Regions from separate parts of the Mus musculus genome. Here region 1 is linked to region 2. The links are chromatin contacts, called in public HiChIP or PLAC-seq maps. All regions are on one chromosome and are shown on one strand. The core of a region is the stretch at or near the end of the contact, and the rest is flanking DNA. Distances in the headings are between cores, read along the strand shown.

Evidence for each region. HiChIP or PLAC-seq counts read pairs in DNA pulled down with a chosen protein or histone mark.
Region 1: a contact with region 2 is called in a CTCF HiChIP or PLAC-seq map of the NIH/3T3 cell line, with 7 read pairs. The contact joins the enhancer-like site here to the promoter of Alg10b in region 2. A contact is called at or near these places in 2 of 39 promoter capture datasets (cranial neural crest and liver), 1 of 15 datasets of contacts at CTCF or cohesin (the NIH/3T3 cell line) and 1 of 9 other capture datasets (embryonic stem cells).

What each region holds. Positions count from the first base shown.
Region 1 is chr15:90,428,028-90,434,311 of GRCm38.p6, reverse strand. No RefSeq gene overlaps it. Among named protein-coding and RNA genes, the nearest start is that of Gm36480, 77 kb to the right of the region's middle. Within about 2 kb of position 3,076, at least 29 of the 459 cell types and tissues checked have an H3K27ac peak or open chromatin away from gene starts, as enhancers often do. A contact at or near this core is called in the NIH/3T3 cell line, where this site is marked.
Region 2 is chr15:90,221,808-90,228,786 of GRCm38.p6, reverse strand. Alg10b (asparagine-linked glycosylation 10B (alpha-1,2-glucosyltransferase)) reads right to left here and starts at 4,476. Exons shown (of 3, transcript NM_001033441.3): 1 at 4,179-4,476; 2 at 2,933-3,130; 3 at 1-1,463. The coding sequence starts at 4,349. The coding sequence ends at 408. It overlaps Mir7648 (microRNA 7648), which reads right to left and starts at 4,427; the gene lies at 4,375-4,427.

The DNA of each region.
Region 1 (6,284 bases), core at 1,827-4,326, 210 kb before region 2:
CACACAAGGATGTCTAACCAATAACTGACTCAACTAGAGACCCATCCCATGGCTGAGCACCAGTCCCTGAAACTATTAGTGATATCCTATTATACTTGTAGACAGAAGCCTAACATAACTGTCATGTTAGAGGCTCCACCCAGCAGTAGAGACAGATGCAGAGACCCACAGCCAAATATTAGACAGAGGTCAGGGACTCTTATGGAAGAGTTGGGGGAAGGATTGAAGTCCCTGAGGGGGACAGGAACTCCACAAGAAGACCAACAGAGTTAACTAACCTGTACCCTTGGGGCTCTCAGAGAAAGCCACAAACTGAAGAGCATACACAGGCTGGACGGACACTCCCGGCACATGTGTAGCAGATATGCAACTCAGTTTCCTTGTGGCTCCCACAACAACTGGAACAAGGGCTGTCCTTAAAACTGTAGTCTGACAATAGTATCTACTCCCCAACAGGACTGCCCTGTCTGGCCTCAGTGGGAGAGGATGTGCTTAACTCTGAAGAGTCTTGTGCCAAGGTTGGGGATACCCAAGGGAGGCCCCACCTTCTCAGAGGAGAAGGGAAGGGGAATGTGGGGAGGGACTCTGTGAGAGGAGGGCCAGGGTTGGGGCAGCGATTGGATTGTAAAATAATAAAAATAAATTTTAAAAGGATGTATAAAATTAAAAAGAAACCACATCCAAATGCAGCAGGGAGCAAGGAATGGGAGCCTCTAAGCCCTTCCCCTTTCCTTGATAGCACTGTGCAGATCTTGTTTAGAAAAATCACAGCTGCTATGACTTCATGAGTACAGGTGTCCTTGTCTTGTCTGGAAGATGCCTTTGGTAACACACCTCCCTTCTGTGGCCTCTTCTGTGCTCTCTGCTCCCTCTGCCATAATGTTTCCTGAGTCTTGGAAGGGGTGATGTAGATGGCACCCTGCTGAGCAACCCACCATCCTTCTTAACACTGGTCAGTTATGAGTCTCAGCATTCACTGCTCACTGCTACAATAAGAAGCACCTCTGAAGGCAGCTTAGAGCATTGTTTCCCATTTGTATGTATGTTTATTTATGTGGAGCCAAATTAGAAATAGACTAGGAAACTATACCTTTGATCATAAGAGAATAAAAAGAGGCTTTAGAAAAGAAATGCAGGCAAGTACTGTAATACATGTAAGGTGTTAATGCTGGTGTGGGGAGTATTGGCAGGTGGAAGTGTACAAACCCAGGAAGGAAGCAAAGAGGCATGAAAGAGGAGTGGGTATCCATGGACAGAATAAACCAAAATCAGGTATGTTAAAAAAAAAGTCATAATGAAGCATGTTATGTTGCTAATTAAAGTAAAGAAAATAGTTATTTAATTTGGTAGGCACTAGTATGCTCTGATTTGTGTTCACATAAAACCTACTGTGAGGTAGAATTCTCTGCTCAACTGCTCAACTCCAAACTTCAAATATGAGTAAAAATGTCCCCAGGGCTGTACCCACACCTCAAGTTCTTTTTGTCAGACAATAACAAAGGTCAAACCATAAAAATTAATTAGGCAGTGGTGAGTAATTAATTCCTTATTAGTTTAATTCAACGGGCATAGAATTACACATTTTACGACAGTTTCTTTTCATCACTCTAAGACAGCTTGTGGAAAAAACAAAGGTGGCCTAACACATGACAATATAGGCATTTAGACTATGTGTGGTTCTGGGGAGCTCTGTGATAAGAAGCAAGAAATTCTGGGCATGTCTAATATTCAGCTTGTGATCCACCAGCACCCCTATCCAACTCTGAATGTCACCCAACTCAACACTCATAAAATTACTTAAAACATCATTGGTTCTTTCTCCTTTTCTCTGTCTGCATTTTTTGTAACTGGACAACCTGTTTCTTTGGAATGAGCTTTGTAGATGAGATCATGTCTGCAAGGTCGAGATTGGGCCTGCCTTGGAAGTTGTGGGTTCATCTCTGCACTGAGAAGATGAGCACTGACTCACCATGAACTTTTCAACTTCTTGTATTTGTGTGGAATGAGGCTTTTAAAACAGTCTCAGTGGGAGTCGCAATTCAAATAATAGACACACATAGACTGATATATTAGTCAGAAATGGGTAAAGGAATGTGGGTAGCAAGCCAGACATTTTTTTACTTTCCACAAAAAGCTCATGGAATAATGAAGAAATCAGAGCTGGACACCAGAATTCTGAAACATCCTTTGTATCAGGGCTTTTTATTAGGGAAGACAAAACTACCAGTTAAACTTCAAAGAAAGAAATAAAAAGGAAATTTTCTGTATTAGAACTAGTAGTTATTTATATTCTAATGCTGTTTTGTGGAAAAGAAGTTCCCAGATAGATTCTATATTCTCTACAAAATATCCAGAGAAAAGTTACCTAATTTTCTATCAAAAGCGTCATCAAAGTCTTCATGTTAGAGATTGGCAGGTTTCCCCACCTAACACCTGTGAAGCAAAAGCAGAGGGAGATATGAAATGGGATCATGTCTACAAACACAGAATTACTATCATGTCAATTTCCATATCAAAACTGTTAAGGAACCCTAAAGATGAAAAGCAGTTAAAGAATATGAAATTTAGTCAAAATTGAAACTCAAGCCACTAAATGAACTCTTAGAAGCACTAGTATAAGTTGACTTTTCCTACCAATATGAGGATTATCATATGTTTGTTTTTAAAATTGTATTCTTCATTTCATTTATACTTTTAGGATAATATATTTGATAAAATTATTTCCCTTTTCCTAGTGTTAGAGTTCATCAAAAGAGACCCTCACTCACAAAGACCACAGATACTGCCATCACTGCAAACCACAAGAGGATTTTTTTTTTTATTGATCCAACATGTTGGGGACCCCCCTCTCAGCATGCATGACAGAGGAGAGACCCAGAACAAAGAAAGAACACAGTTTTTATACCTTGTAAGGGGAAGATTTAGGCAACAGGGTTCTCATTGGTGTAGCAAGTAACCCTTTCAGGCGTTTGTTGGTTTGCATAGTGACTAAGTAACCCTTTGGCCTAGTGACTCACTTTGCCTGCTCCCATGGTAGGTTATTATGATTTGGTCAGATTTTTAGCTATTAACATCACAGGGAATTCTAGCAATGTCAGGACGGTTTGTGGTCTTTCTTAGAATTAACTGTGGAGCGGAGGGCAGGGGAATTTCTCTGGGAACTGCTATCTTGTTATGGTTATTTTTCTGAGAACAGCTCATTTTGTTTTGGCAGCTGTAGACTCAGTCATTTGGACCACTATGTTTCTGAAAGTTCCTTCAGAGGGGAAGGGGCTAAGTGGTCTTGAGCTTATTTTGGATATTACACTAGTTCCCCCCAGATCTCCCCTACTTCCCTATCCAACCAACTTTATTTTTCTCCTCCCCCAAAACTCCAACTCCCAAAATAAAAATCAAAGTAAACTTAAAAACAAAATAATAACCCTCAAGGTAGAACCTATTTCTGCCATTTTACATAGGCGACAACTAAGACTCTAAGAGATGCATGCATTGCCTGCTCTCCTGGAGCTGAGTGGGGAGTAAAGCTATTATTCAAATTCAGATCTCTTGAGAAATAAAAATGAGGGGAAAGTGGAAATAAAAGCAAAATGGACAAAACCAAAATGATGTAAAAACCTATGAACAACTCAACATAGGTCAAGGAGATTGATTTGAGTAAACAAGGAATATGGTTAAGTATCTGCTGGGATTTCCAAGATCTCATGACCCTGAAGGAGGTTTTGGATAGACACACATGACTAACAGCAAAGTTTACTAAGAAAGCAAAGCATTTTGAAGGGTGGACAAGGACTGGACATAGAGAATGATCAAAGGTTCAAAGACAATGGCTTACAAAGGATTAGGGATTTGCATCCCAGGGTCACAGGAATCTTATGCATAGGATATGTTACTTTTGTATTTTTTAATTTGTGTGTGTGTGTGTGTTTGTCTGTTTCCTGCATATGCTTTATTCTCTGTCAGACTCACTGGGGAGTTTTTTCTCTTTAAACTCTGAGTTATTTTTGGTTTTTGTTTTGTTTTTCCATTTGCTTATTTTCCCTCACTTTCTTCCCTACCTCCTATATAGAATGTACTACTTTAAAAACTACCTCTAGGAAAATAAGTTTATATGAGGGAATCACATATTTAAAATTGTCTTCTATGCATTTAGAATAAATTTCTTGGGCAAAAGACAGGATTGGTTAAGAGGAATAAGTTCAACTTAACTAATTATGCTACAATGACTCTAGTTAATAACAATATATTTAACAATTGCAGAAGGTATGTTTTAAATGTTTAACCAACATTCACACAAAGTACTGTAATTATTTTTATTTGGCATTCAATAATCTACACATATCATATGCATCAAAATTATATTATACTCCATGAATATATATAATTTTTGTTAATTAAATTAAAAAAAACAAAGCAAAACAAAGACCCTTTGGTTAGTTTCTATAAAGTCTGACACAGCCACCTTACAGAGGATTCTGAGGAATTAGTTTATCTAACAGTCTCAAGGGCAAATTTAGCAAACAGGTTTGAGAAAGCATTTCCTGATAAGTTGCAAGGTGAGAAAAACCAATTGAGCCAGGTAAATTCCACAAGCTGTGGGAAATGAAGGAGGCTGAAGCTAGCATGATAGAGAAACAGAGTGGAAAGATCTGTATTTAAGGAGAACTTTCTGGCGGCTATATCAGATCCTCCCTGGCATTCACTTCAGGAAATCATGAGGTCTGAGGAAGATCCACACAACTCCCTCATCCAAATAGACATAATAATGGCATTTTCTTTTTCCCAACAGAGTTGAGTGGTTTGAATGTGCCTCAGTTTGGTTAAGTACTTACCTAACAGGCACAAGGTACCCAGTGCAGTCTACAGCACTGAACATACCAGATGTGGTGGTGCACAGCTGTTGTCTTGGGGTTCCAGTAGTGTAATAAAACATTGTGACAAAAAGCAAGTCAGGAGGGTTTAATTTCATTTGTAAATCCATACAAGGCATGGTCCAACGCTGAGGGAAGTCAGAACAGAAACTAATAGAGGACAGGAACCTGGAGGATAAAGCTGATGCAGAAGCTATGGAACACTGCTTACTGGCTTGCTCCATCACGACTTGCTCATCATGCTTTCTAATAGCGCCCAGGTCAACCATTCCAGCAGTGCTATCACCCGCAATGGGCTGTTAACCTCCCACATCAATTACCACTAGGAAAGTGTACCACAGGCTTGCCCACGAGCCAGTCTAGTGAGGGGATTTCCTCAATGGAGGTTCTCTATTCCAAAATGACTCTAGTTGACAAAGGTTGGAAGGTTATGATTCAAAATGGTATGCTTGACAAGAGGTAGACTTGTGATACTTAATGTAAATTGGCAGCTCTATGAGATCTCTAATGACCCTGGAGATAGGTCTCCAGGCAACGCTGAGTAGAGTATCTTGACTGCATTATCTGAAAGGAGTGAGCTACTGTGGGTACCAACACTCTCTGGGCCGGGCTTCAATATTGCATGAAAAAGAAAACTGACATCCATTGCTCTCTGCTACTTGACAAGGGATGCATCTACCCCAAGCCTGTGACACAGTGACTCCACTAATGTGATGCACCAAACCCTTCCTAGTATCCAGAAACTTAACAAAGAAAGTTTGTAGTTTCTGAATACCTTGAGTTTCAAAGGATATAGAGCCTTCAGGCAACATTGTTTGGGTCCTTAGTGGAATCGTGATAGGAGAAGCTTCTGGTGTGCACCTAGAAACAGCAGCCCTGTACCCCAGGAGACACTTGTAAGGTGATTCAAGGTCTATTCCAGAGATCTTTGAGGTTCCAGATATCTCTGAGTCATAATGTGACAGAGGTCTTGGTGTTAAGCATGCCTTTAAAGTCTCTGAGGTCTCAAAAATATTAAATGGGTCTGCAGTTTAGACATGATATCGCTGCATAGAAGCAGAATGTGGAAACTAGGTAGAGCAAGAAATGAAATGATACTTGTCAACCATACACATTGAAAAGGATATAAATGAGTCTAGTTTGGTTTGCTATCAACACCAGAAAGGAAAACCAGGGACTGAAAAGTCAAACTAGGGAAGGTGGTAAGTGCTGAAAAATTATCCCCACTGTCCCAAAGAAAAAGAATTTTGTTCCCTGTCACATGTAGGATTGTTTTGCTTACATACCCACAAGACCCTTTTCATCTGCAATTGTCCATAAATAAAACCTGGTACATTTGCTTTTTCTTAGGTTTGACCTTAATTTGATGTCCTTAGATAGGTACTGTCCTTCCCTTATCATAGAAAGGGGGCTTTT
Region 2 (6,979 bases), core at 3,227-5,726:
AAGCCTCCAATGCACTATTTGTTACATATGTGCATCTATTCTAAGATCGGAGCTGTGGGTACGACAATATCTGGCAATTTCACTCAGAAATACTGCTGGGTCATTTATTTGTAAGTGGTTTTCAACTTACTTGCTGTTCTTTACAAAAGAGAGTTGGTGAGTAAGTTCAAGCCCTGCACAGCTTACCCAGCCCCCTAAATCTATACACACACAGAAAAGTTCCCCAAACGCTGAAAAGACTCTCACGACAACTGCAAGCAACTTTATTCCTACTATTCAGAGCTTTTAGGCTAGTCTCAAACTTAATTCTACTCACTTCCCTGGATTTACTCAAAAGAAATTCCACTTCTATTTACCCAGTTACTTGTTGTAGAAACAGTCTTTTAAAGTTCAAATTATTCCTACCACTACCACATAAACCTTTGGATGTCCTGACTATTTGGCCACTGAAAAGTCTTGTTCAGAAAGATATAAAAAGTTACAAAATTAACAACTGTATAGCAACCCAGTTCACAAACGAGTCTAGATATGGGTGGCAGAGGTATGTTAAGCCTATAAATAATGTATGGTAGAATGAAGTAACGGAATTCTAGTAGTTTCTGAGGAACTGTAGAAGCAACCAAGCATACAAAAAACATTAAATTCCAGAAAATTGACTTAGCCTTTAAAGAGTCAGCTATAGCCCAACCAGCAAAAATGTAGGCTGGAACTAATAAATATTTGACAACTTCATGTCTCTGAAATACTCTTTTCCACACATAAAATGTGTAATGCCTATTGTCTGCCAGTAAATACTTATGGACATAAGTGAATTTCCAAACCAAAAGTATCGAGACTAACGTAACCACAGAGAACTGGACTCTACGCTTCCAAACTAAGCTAAGGAAAGTCTTGACTTTGGTCAGAGAAAGTAGGTGAGGGAAGGAGAAAAAGGCAGTAAAGGAGAAGAAATAGAACAACTGAGGAAAATGGAGACAGGCCTCGTGACTACTCCGGTCACCAACAACAATGCCACCATTAACTACCACAAAGGCAAAGAACGCCAACAGCAGAAGCACGTAGGGCCAGGTCAACAGGAAGAGCATTCTCAGGTTCTTTAGGGACATGGCGTACACCAGCAGAAACTGCAGCACTCTTCTGAGCTCCGAGAGCGGTCCCTTCGTGGGCGCAAGCCTCTCCTCCTTCTTCTTCTGCAGCTCAATCTTCCAGGCTTCACTGCACTTCTGTGCAATGAGGTGTCCTGCACAGAAGGCCGCCCAGATGATGTTGGTCTGACGAAACATGAAACCACAAAATCCAAGCAAGGCCGAGGTCCTATGGTTGCCATAAAGACACATCAAATAAGCAAAAAGAGTGAAGAATACAGACCCAGCTTCTGTATAGTAAAGGAAGTTAAAAAAATAGAGGGTTGGAAACACTGCTAGGGTTAATGTTGACAAGATTCTCTGGATACTTGAAGAAGCCTTGAAGGAAAAAGAAAAAGTACTATTTTTAGGATAAAATAAATATGACATTTTCTTGCTGAATTAATAAAGAGATTTATTTAAATATTCACTGAAGTTTAATTTAAATGAATTGTATTTCTGGCTTTGCAACACCATGTTTAAGAACACTTCTGGTAATTGTTAATTATATTAATCATCTTGGAAACTGATAAAATACTAATGAGGTGCAGCTCTTAATAGCTTAAAATCTTAAGAATCACAGAAGAAATCATTTAGTGGTCACTGGATCTAAGACACTGGACTAAGGCACATGAGGAATACAGAGACTAGAGCACAGAAAAGACGTGGCCAGCTGCATCACCCTGAACTTACGTCTTAGCCATCCTCACCACCCTTTGAAGACAGCCCTTCAAATCTCTACACTGGAGACAACAGAAATGTGCAAATCGTACTAAATACCCTGCCCCATGATCCTACTTTTTGTATGACAAAATTACAAGGATTTTTCCTTTTAGAAAGCATGCAGGCCTACTCTGAACTCAAATGTCTTCTTTTTCCTTTTCTAACAATTTTAGTTAAGTGTATGGAATCTCTTTGATTAAAGTCCTCCTCAGGCCAGGTGTGGTGATGCATGCCTTTAATCTCAGCACTTGGAAAGCACAGACAGCTGGATCTCTGTGAGTTCTAGCCAACCAAAACTGTACACAGAGTTTGAGGTCAACCAGCGTTATATAGTGAGACCCTGTCTCAATCAATCAATCAACCACACAAAAGTGGCGCTCCACAACAGCTTATAAACTTAGCATATACATTGCTTCTTGTTGCTCCCGAAACCCTTGTGCCTTCCTATCTCCCATCACTCCATCAGGCTGAGACAGTATTTCTCTGCTCCTGTCATGTATCGGGTGAATCCTCACAGTACTTTATACCTACCTCCTCTTCATAATTCATAAGACCTTATAAACATTGTTGCCATAGCTGACATTTATTGAAGTCTTGCAGTAGGTACTAGCCTAAGCACCTTCCATTTATTAAGTTCCTTTACTCTTAATACAAATTCAATGAGACAAATTTATTATTATTAAAATCACAAAGGAGGTAAATCTGCTCAAGTTAATAGAAGCTGTGGCCAGGATTAAATTTAAACCCAGGCAATCTACTTCCAAGACTTGAATTATGAAATCACACCAAAACTCCTCAACTTAAACTCATTTCCACAAAAGAAGACCTAAGTTCCCAAAGAAAACATGGAACTATTAAACTGGTTTTGTTCACTAACAAACATCTACTTTAGATTTTCAAATACAGTTATTCCAGAATTTAAATGCAAGTATCTTCTAAACATGAGTAGAGAATTTCCACTTAGGTTTGAAAAACAGACACCAACACTCTAACTGGTAGACATTTTCTTCCGTAACTTATAAAGCCAATTCCTCACTGTGGACTTTAGTGCACGGAAACTTGTTGTAACTGTATCCTGCACATACCTTGTTTCTGGGTTGCACCTTCCTGAAGAGCAAATACAGCAAGTAGAAGTTGCCAACGCTGAAGAGAAGATTGACAAATCTGAGCACCCCAATGGAGCAGATCACATGCTCAGACCATCCAAGGAGCCAGCTGGCAGGTTTGACCACACCGACCGACACCAGATACAGGCCAGGTAATGTAGTGATCATAGGATCCCACTTAGAAAGAAAAGACCACCAGTCAAGCACAGCAAGAGTTATCCCATTGATATAAAATGCCAAAAAAAGATAAATAAATAAATAATCAAGTTTCATTTGTCCTAATAATGAAGAACTTGGAGAGGATCGTCTATGACATAATTAATAAATCCTGGCAGACTAGACATCTCTTAAGTTTTATTTTTAAGATGTAGTGTGTGTGCCATGCACCTGAGTATACTTATTTGCAACATCTGCATGCAGGTACCCGAGGAAGCCAGAAGGTGGCACTGGATCCTCTGGACCTAGAGTCACAGATGGTTGTGAGCAGCTCACTGTGGTAGAAAGAAGTCTGGTAGCCTTCTCCAGGACAACAGCAAGAGCTCTCAACCACTGAGCTACCACCCCAGCCCCATTTTAAGAACGTTTTGCTCCCTGTCTCAAATCTGTCTGCCATTATTAAGGTGACAACAACCAACAGACAGTAAGTTATTCATTTCTACTTCCTAAGGCTTGCTCTTTAGAAAATGCATATTCTGCGACTAAATTGTCCAGGTCCCAATTTTACAAACTACCAGGCAAACAATAATGAGAACTCTGGTGGATCTTAAGATTCTTTGCACTGTGCATATTTCTGTAGTCAGATATGTATTTTTTTAAATGATGCAATCTGACTAGTTGCCAATTTAATCCAGACAACAGTAAGTTTCTACGACCAAGAATGAAGTTAGAATAAAACTATCAACTTTTGGGGGGCCCTAAGATCCTCCACTCCGCGTTCAAAATACCGGGTGGAAAACCTCATAGGTTAAGCTTTAGGTAGTTTTTAATGCATGTTCAAGGGAGCACCTGCATGTCTCTAGTGCTAGGGCTTAGTTAGACAAATCGGTCAACTGCCAAGAGGAGCTATCATCTTTATGCATTCACCTAACAAATATGCCATAATCTCGAGGCTAGGTACAGTCACTAGGCAGCTCCCTTCACGGTTTAAGTCTGGGAGGGCTGACGGGGAGAGGAAAGGCACAGGTTGGGAGGATCCGTCCCGGGGGCAGGGCCAGCAGAGACCAACCTGCGACAGGGAGAAGCGGCCCTCGCAGTACCGCTGCGCCTGCGGCAGGTGGAAGATCTCGTCCATGTACGGCTCCCGCAGAGCGCGGCTGAAGGCGGAGAAGAGCAGGCAGGACACCAGGAAGGTGCAGCTCAAGGCGGCCGAGAAGTAATAGCCCTCCAGCTGCGCCATGGCGGGCGGGCGGGCGGGCGGGCAGCCGCGTCCCGGGCCCAGCCCTGGGCAGCCCGGAGCGCCGAGCCCGGAACGCGGGCTCAGAGGCCCAGCGCTGCGGGACGAGGGACAGCAGGGAACAGGACGCAACGCAATGGATGCTGGGAGAGCGTCGGACGGAAGCGTGGGGGGGGGGGGGGTCACCGGTTCCGGAGTGGAGCATTTATGCAACGACGGGACGGTTTCTCTGTCAATCACTGCTCGCAGCTCTCAGAGTGGCCAGAGGCTGAGGGAGGGGCGGGTCTGGGCTCGGGCGCGGGAGCTGTTGTAGGTGATGCTGCCGCCGCCGCTAGGCTCTGGAAAAGAAGGGTGTCTTGTGTTGTCTGTTGCTCTCCAGAAGGCGATGAGTGGTCCCAGCTTTCTAACCTCCAAGCTCCCAAACTGCATTCGTTTGCGGTTATCCCTGTTCTCCATTGCCAGTGAGATGAGACGCTAAAACCATCATTACAATGCTTTTCCTCTCATCGTCTCTGGCTGATAATGAAGGTTGATGCTTTTTAGATGGAAACATACAACCAGCCCTTCGCTTCAGGGCGACTTTCCCTTTTGAAGAATCTATTCGTTTACAGGGCAATATTTTCCTGGTGCCTGGTGAGGAGTTGGGGCATTTGTAGGTGAGGAACACTCCTCCGTGAATATAATTTTAGTTGCTATTGCCGTGAGTGGTGGCTCACACTTGTACTGGCCCCATTTGAGAGGCTGAGGCAGGAGGATTGTTCCCAGTTCTAGATCAGCCTGGGACACTGTAAATGTCGTCCTTAAAAATAGGTAATAAATAGTCATTAATATCTGTCTCTGTTGGAGTACGTTTCCCTTATGCATCTTAATGTGTGGTGCGATGGAGTATTTATGTGTGTAGTCTCAAAAAGTGCTCACATGTATGAAGTTGAGGGCTACGGAGACTTCAGATAACCCCTTTATTGTGAGATTGGAATTGAGACTGACGGTGGAAGATATTTGAAGAAAGCTGAAGACAAAGTATGTTTTCAGCATGGTTGGTGATGCTTTGTAGGAAAAGCTTCTGGAAAATTCGGGTTGATTTTGCCAGCAGCACATCATATAGCAGCTGAGATTGCTTTTAAATTGTCAACCTTGGAATCAAAAGAAACTGGGTATTCTACTAGTTCTCCTCGACTATTAGAAATAACCAGAATTAAATTACGTTAGGATTCATGATGACGTTTCTTAACTCCCTCCACCCTTTACATCCTCTTTGATTACAGAGAACACGTTACACTTACCAATTTGAGACCATTCCCAGATAATTTAGTCTACAATTGACCTCAGGCCCAGTGGGCTTGCTCAATCATGGCCAGTGCATACCATAGAAGCTTCTGGCCCTTGCTAGATATGATGGATAAAGGGAAGAGCACAAGGCTGCCTTCCTATGCTAGACATTCTCGTCAGAATAATTGCCACTAAGAACTTGGTTGGACATCCAACTCCTTTTATATGTGCTCCCTACTCTCCTTAGTTAACTGAAACGTTTCAAAATTTAAAAATGTAAGGTTTCAGAACTGCCAGGTACCTTTTCTATTAATTTAAGCTTTTTTTTTTTTTTTTTTTTTTTGTGGAACAAGATGAAGATAGTAATATACCTAAAATTATGTAGAAGATGGCTGTTTACTGGGAGTTGTAACTATAGTCTTATGGTTTATAATTTCTACTGAATTGAAAGTGCTTCATCATTTGCAGTTTAAATTTATATCTCATTTCTGTTCCCATCAGCCAAGTAGAAAAATGTAAAACTTTATTATTAGAGTTTTGGGGTTTTTTTGTTGTTGTTGTTTTTTTGTTTGTTTGTTTTGTTTTTGTTTTCGGACAGGGTTTCTCTGTGTAGCCCTGGAACTCACTTTGTAGACAAGGCTGGCCTCGAACTCAGAAATCTGCCTGCCTCTGCCTCCCGAGTGCTGGGACTAAAGGCGTATGCCACCACGCCTGGCTTGGTTAATGGTTAAAAGACTTTTTTTTTTTTTTTTTTTTTGAGTGGGAATCCACTGATAAATTTGCTCCCTATGCAGTGCTCCTAGGAAAAACCCAAAATAAGGCCATTGGTTCAAAAAGTTCACTTTATAGACAGATAATATCAAAATGTGCTGGACAGGATTGTAAACACAAAAAACCTAAAGTATAAGCTCTCTCTCAATACACAGAAAAATCATTTCCAGGTGCAAGAAACTCTGAGTAAAGGTACACTCTTATTAACTACAACCTGAGGCTGTTTCTGTCTCAATGATTTTAGATTATGAAACTCTGAGGGACTAGAAGTTAGACAGAGTCTCAGATAGGCAGACATAGGAGAGGAACAGGACTGTGGAACTTCCAACATAGCTGCCTTCTTCCTCAGCCTCCTGACCGAAGACAAAAGCCTGGCAGCTTTTTCTGCCCCATCCCTGTGAACCTGTGTGACAAATTACGATCCTGGAGAAATGCAAGATCAGATCAGGACATGTTTACCCCAAATTTAGGGGTCCATCAGCCTCCCTTTATTCCAATTGGCCAATCTGAAATTAGGGGAGGAAGACTTCCCCTGTAGCTGGTCACTGCTACGCTGTGGGTTCTTCCTTTTGCCGCCTTTAATCTCCCCAGGT